2 separate regions of the Mus musculus genome follow, and region 2 is linked to region 1. The links are chromatin contacts, called in public Hi-C maps. All regions are on one chromosome and are shown on one strand. Each heading gives the region's core, a stretch centred on a gene start, on an enhancer-like site or on the middle of the called end of the contact. The rest is flanking DNA. Distances are from core to core; before and after follow the strand shown.

Region 1 (2,801 bases), core at 79-2,578:
GAGTGTTACTCTTTCTCCACACCCTTGCCAGCATCTGCTGTCACCTGTGTTTTTGATCTTAGCCATTCTGACTGGTGTGATATGGGACATCTGGGTTGTTTTGATTTGCATTTCCCTAATGAACAAGGACATTGAACGTTCTTTAGGTGCTTCTTGGCCATTCAACATTCCTCAGTTGAGAATTCTTTGTTTAGCTCTGTATCCCATTTTTAATAAGGTTATTTGATTCTCTGGAGTCTAACTTCTTGATATATATCATATATATATATGATATTAGCCCTCTATGGATATAGGATGGTAAAGATTTGTTCCCAATCTGTTGGTTGCTATAATTTCCTTGTCACTTTTCCTGACTTCTGATCAAGTTTCATGAAAATGCAAGGGTGGTGTTAATATTCATTCTTTGGTAAATTTAGACATGCATAAGTGTATCTAGATTGTATCTATAACCACCCTTGTATCAGTTCTTTGCAGATACTCACCCCTACACCTCTCTCCCAACGTGGTGTCATCTTCTACTTCTCTGCCTCCTCCTCCTTTTCCTGTTCCTTCTTCTCCCCATCCTCCTCATGCTCCTCATGCTCCTCCACTTCTCTTTTCCCCACTGTATTTGTTAGTGTTATCCATATGTAGGATCTTATATTACTGAAATGATTTCTACATAAATTTCTGTAAAAGGTTCAGTGAATATGTTTTAAAATAATATAACATCCATTATTGTAGTGTTGTAGGAAAAAACGAAAGAGTATTTTCCTCTGGATCACATTACTCTGAAAAGCATTTTTCAGAATATGTAATGAAACTATATGTAGGTCAGGGACATGACTTGGTAAAGTTCCTGTCATGTAAGTGTGAGGTCCTGAGTTTAGATCCTCAAGCCCACAGAAAGCCAGATGTGATTTTACACATCTGTAATCCCAGTTCTTAAACTGAAATGAAAAGTAGAGACAGGGGAATCCTTGTAAGCTTGTAGATCAGTCAGTCTAATGTTTTCAGTAAAAAGCAATAAGAGACTCTTTCTCAAACAAGAAGGAATGTGAAGACAAACCACCCCAAGTTGCTGCTGACCTACTTATACCTGCCATGGTTTGTGTATGTATTCAACTCAAATGTGCAGGTACACACACACACACACACACACACACACACACACACACACACAAGTATATTATTATTTGGTTGAGAAATAGCATTTATTGACTTTTATGTTTAAACACTTGGTACACATCTTATGATATTCGTAGGGATGGGAGTAGACACTTCTAGATATCGGACCATGGTAATGGAATTAGGTCATTAGAGGCAGGACTTATATCTATTTCATGTTCTATCCTGTGTTATCTGCTTTCTCATCAGCCACTGCAATATGACAGGTAACCTCATGCTGTGTCATAGTACTTTCCCCACAATAAAAAACTGAAAGTTCAGGAAACTCTTAGCTAAAATATACCCATCATCCTTAAGTTGCTTCTGTTTTATATGTTGTCTTGGAGATGAAAAAAGTAACTAAAACAGCATTTTATTTTTACAAAAAAGAATATGTATTCCACTATGTTATTAAGCACAGACTATAACATTGTATATTCTTTCGTCATTCTTAACTCACTCACCACAATGATGTAGGGGTTACTCATACTGTTAGAGGAAGTTGAAATGAGGAAGAGGCAGTAAACCACACAGTACAACATAGATCATCATCTCTTTTATGTTAACATTAACCGTTAAACCAGAAGCCAAATGTCAAGTGTAAACTACAAATTTGGACACATGACATTTAACAAAGCTATTTAAACCCCATTATAAAGCAATAAGAACACTTAGAAAGAAGACCTTCAATTGGGTAGATAGAATCTGAAGAATATATTCCATACTAGCTTTTAGAGCAAAGTCAGATCTTTGAGTGTGTGTATGTGAAATAATAAGGCTTCCACACAATAAGAGGACACAGGGTCCTCTCATCTTTTCTTCTTGGAGTATCAGGGCTTGGTTGTGTCATGTATCTCTTTTAAAGAAGCAATATATAGCAACCATACTGGGAGGTTTGAAAGAGAAAAGACAGAGAGAAGAGTTTTGAAGGAGAATGACAAAGTAAATTAGGACTGAGCATTTTCTAGAGATGAAGATAGTGGGAGGCAGATTTAAGGAGAATACCAGGAAGAAAAGAAATGACTGGTTTTGACAGTGGTTTCTCTTCACAGTATGTGTCAAAGCATGTTCCCCTCTGTGAGTAGGAGGATATGGTAAAAGATGTATGTCCTGTCATTCAGCATGAATAAGGTTTTATGCGGTAGAAAGCGAACATGCCATGTTCTTATCATATCTGAGGCATATAAGAAGTTTAATCAGTGGCTTTGATTTTTGCAATGTGACTTTAATCCATAGACAACTACACAAGTGCCAGATGGCCACTACCATTTCCAAACAGTGAATTTAATTCTATTCATTTATTTCCTGTCCTCTAACCTTCAGGGTTCCATCACAATTAAAACTTGGTCTAAAATCCTGCTGAATTGGCTGAGATTGCTAACCCCTGTACCTGTTCTGGAATAGCTTCAGTTCCCAACATCTAGTTTTAGATTTCCACATCTTAATATTCCCTACTTGCCTAGAGTTAATCATATGGAGTGTGAGTCTCATGCAACAACTGTCCCCAAACTGTAACAGTCAAAGTTTTCGAGTACTCACTCTTTGAGTTTTATATCCTAACCCCACAGTCTTCTTGGATTTTGGATCCAGGTTTTGAATGGTATAATAACAAAGTATCAGGAACCTTCCTTGACCAAGGGTTGTATGATTTACCA
Region 2 (2,817 bases), core at 147-2,646, 300 kb after region 1:
TGTTCTTTGGAGAAACAAATAAAAATGATAATTCAAAACCTCATTTGCTATCTAAATATCTACTTATCTATAAGTAGATTAAAAAATGAGTACCACCTCCCTAATAAAATCAGAATAAAAAAAAACTACATTCTGAATAAGCTGATTGGTGTAACTCATATAATATTATTAAAAAGATTGAATACACATACAACGCAGGGGAGAAATTTTGGAACCTTAGAAAGATTGTTCATTTTGGAGATATAGAAGTTGTGTTTTATACCACTCCAAGATGAACCATTCATCGTGCAGGAAAGAGGTATCATTTGAGAAACAACTCTCCTGCATAAGACAGTACAATTTCTGATGGAAAAGGATATTGCTTTCTTATTTGTACTGTGTCTTGCAGCTATTAGAAAGGGCAGCATACATACATGAACACATGCCCTATTTCCATACAATCTACACTAAGCAGAAAATATTCTCCCATGTAGGGAGTGTTTCACTTATAAAAGTGTTCATCACGGCATTATTCAAACACTGTAAATAACCTGAGTGTCCAATAGGAAGGAAATGATTCAATCAATGGAACTGTTCACAATGGATATTTAGGAACTGCTTATAATAACACAGGGGAAAGCTTCTGCTATGTTATCATTATAATTTTATACTTAGGGATACAAAATTGTGTATACAGCATGATTACTGCTATGCAAAGCAAACAAAAATATTTAAAAGCCATTCATAATGAAATTGTAGGATGGTAGTGCTCTGAAACACGGATCAGCAGCAGTTGTTTGGGAATATAAGATTACCAATGCTATTTCTGCCTCCTAACTTCCTACATTTTCCAAATATTTTAATGAGTATGTACTCATTTTATATTGAAACATCTACCAGTAATTATTTAAACAGAACAGTTAGACATTAGAAGTAGAATTAAAGTCTTCTCAAAATCCATTGGTAAGGCATAAAAGAAGCCTATTCCGTACCTAATGGAGAGGATCCAGTGCTCTGACATAGGAAGCTTCCCACCACTAGCTTCAAGAATCCTTGTGGATGGCAAGAGCCATGGGAAAACTCTGAAAAGGCAGGAAGAATCCTTCAGCCTAGAATTTCTCATTCTGAATGTGTATCATTTCTCAGAGGAGGTACAAGGTTTCCATTATGGGAGAAAAAAAAATACACCTTAAAAACAAACAAACAAAAACAGACTAGTGACCCATGACCCCCAATATTGCAAAAGACAAATAAATCGAACCATTAGATATGTTGTTTGTTTTTCTGTCTACAATTATTTCCATTTCTTTTAGTATCGGAGCTCATTTTCCCTCAAACTTTCTCCCTCTGACCGAACATGTCTTAGTGAGCCCAAGCACATTCTCTGATCAAAGCATGAGTCCGCATGTGGCTGATTCATATCAGGGGTCAGAGCAAGCCTGGTAACCCAGCTGAGCATTTTCCAGATCAAGCTTTAGGGATCCCCAGGAGGGTTTGAAAAGAGAATTTCTGCTGCCTGTGCATCGGGCTAGTCAGTTATAAGTCCAACTTTTAGAACCATCTTGCCTAAATGTAGAAAACACCTGCCTGAGAAAAACCCAGAGGCAAGCCATCTGAGGGAGGTTTTTTTTTTTTTTTTTTTTTTTTTTTAAATCCACAGGCAACATAGAACACAGGAGAAAACTTGGTTTCCTCATAGTTTTTGTGCTGTGATCATTTCCCTAATGGTATTTTGGTAATTTTGAGTCACTTCCTTCCTGAGCCAACTCTACTCTTTAACTTTGCACTCCAAAACTATCAAATCCCACACTCACTTGTGTTTAACCTAGATTGGCTTAGGTGGAGTCTATTTCACTCACAAAGTATCCTTATCTATATAGAAACTTAAAAAAAAAGGAGAAGAAAGAAAATCCAGAGAAGCTGTGTATTACAGATTGTGTGCATGGTCTTGTGTGATAAGAAGGTGAACCAAGAAATACATAAAATTTTAGGTGAAGTTTACTAAGTTTTGTGAAAGCAATTGTTACCCACATTTTAGGGCTTCTTCATGGTTATAAGTGATAAAGTGAAACCCAGCAGACAGAGCTTTACCTCTGACAGTAGTTCAGACAACTACACATCGGAGGGTATTACAAGGACCTGATCAACAAGACTGTCATTTTGGGGTTCTATGCCATCCATCTGTAATTAGTTGGTAGGAGACAGATGAGACATGAATGCCAGAGTGGCAGCAGGAGTAACTCTGTGCAAGGGTAGGAGCCCAACAATGGTCTTCTTCACATTGAAGCCTGTCTGAGAAAGAGGTTTAGTCAAGTTAGAGGCGATGGGTTTCAGTTAACACTTTGCTTCCACTTGAATTAATTTGAAGAATTCCCTAGGTCTACCTCTCTGAAGTTACAGAAAATGTATTCTAAACAATAAAAATAGTTACATTTGAACATGCATCAAACCGGTGTGAGCATGCAGGAGGGAGCTCTGACTTCTAGCTTCTAGACACTCCCCTCCTGCAATGGCCCTGAACTGGCAATCTGCACTCCTGTCCTAGCCTAAGAAACCCAGACAAGTTCCTGCTGCAAAGCTGATTGGCCTCTCCTGGTCTGGCAAAAGGAGAAGAATAAAAACATTAAGAAGCACTTGAACAAATTTACAAAGTACAATATAAATAGACTCAATGAACAAGCCAATGAGGAAAATTTGAAAGTAGAGCAGAATTTATCATCAAAATTCCATATTTTGGGGTAACAACATTTTTCAAGCATTCCCAAGTATCTACACATGTGGGGAAGGAGCACAAAGAAGCTCTGCAGTATTTGACCATAAATGTGACAGAATTTGCAG

Evidence for each region. Hi-C and Micro-C count contacts between places; a contact is called where the count stands out from the background.
Region 2: a contact with region 1 is called in a Hi-C map of short-term hematopoietic stem cells, with 4 times the contacts expected there. The contact joins two enhancer-like sites.

What each region holds. Positions count from the first base shown.
Region 1 is chr14:36,315,258-36,318,058 of GRCm38.p6, forward strand. No RefSeq gene overlaps it. Among named protein-coding and RNA genes, the nearest start is that of 4930474N05Rik, 220 kb to the left of the region's middle. Within about 2 kb of position 1,329, at least 94 of the 459 cell types and tissues checked have an H3K27ac peak or open chromatin away from gene starts, as enhancers often do. A contact at or near this core is called in short-term hematopoietic stem cells, where this site is marked.
Region 2 is chr14:36,616,790-36,619,606 of GRCm38.p6, forward strand. It overlaps the pseudogene Gm17940. Among named protein-coding and RNA genes, the nearest start is that of Gm25204, 150 kb to the right of the region's middle. Within about 2 kb of position 1,397, at least 15 of the 459 cell types and tissues checked have an H3K27ac peak or open chromatin away from gene starts, as enhancers often do. A contact at or near this core is called in short-term hematopoietic stem cells, where this site is marked.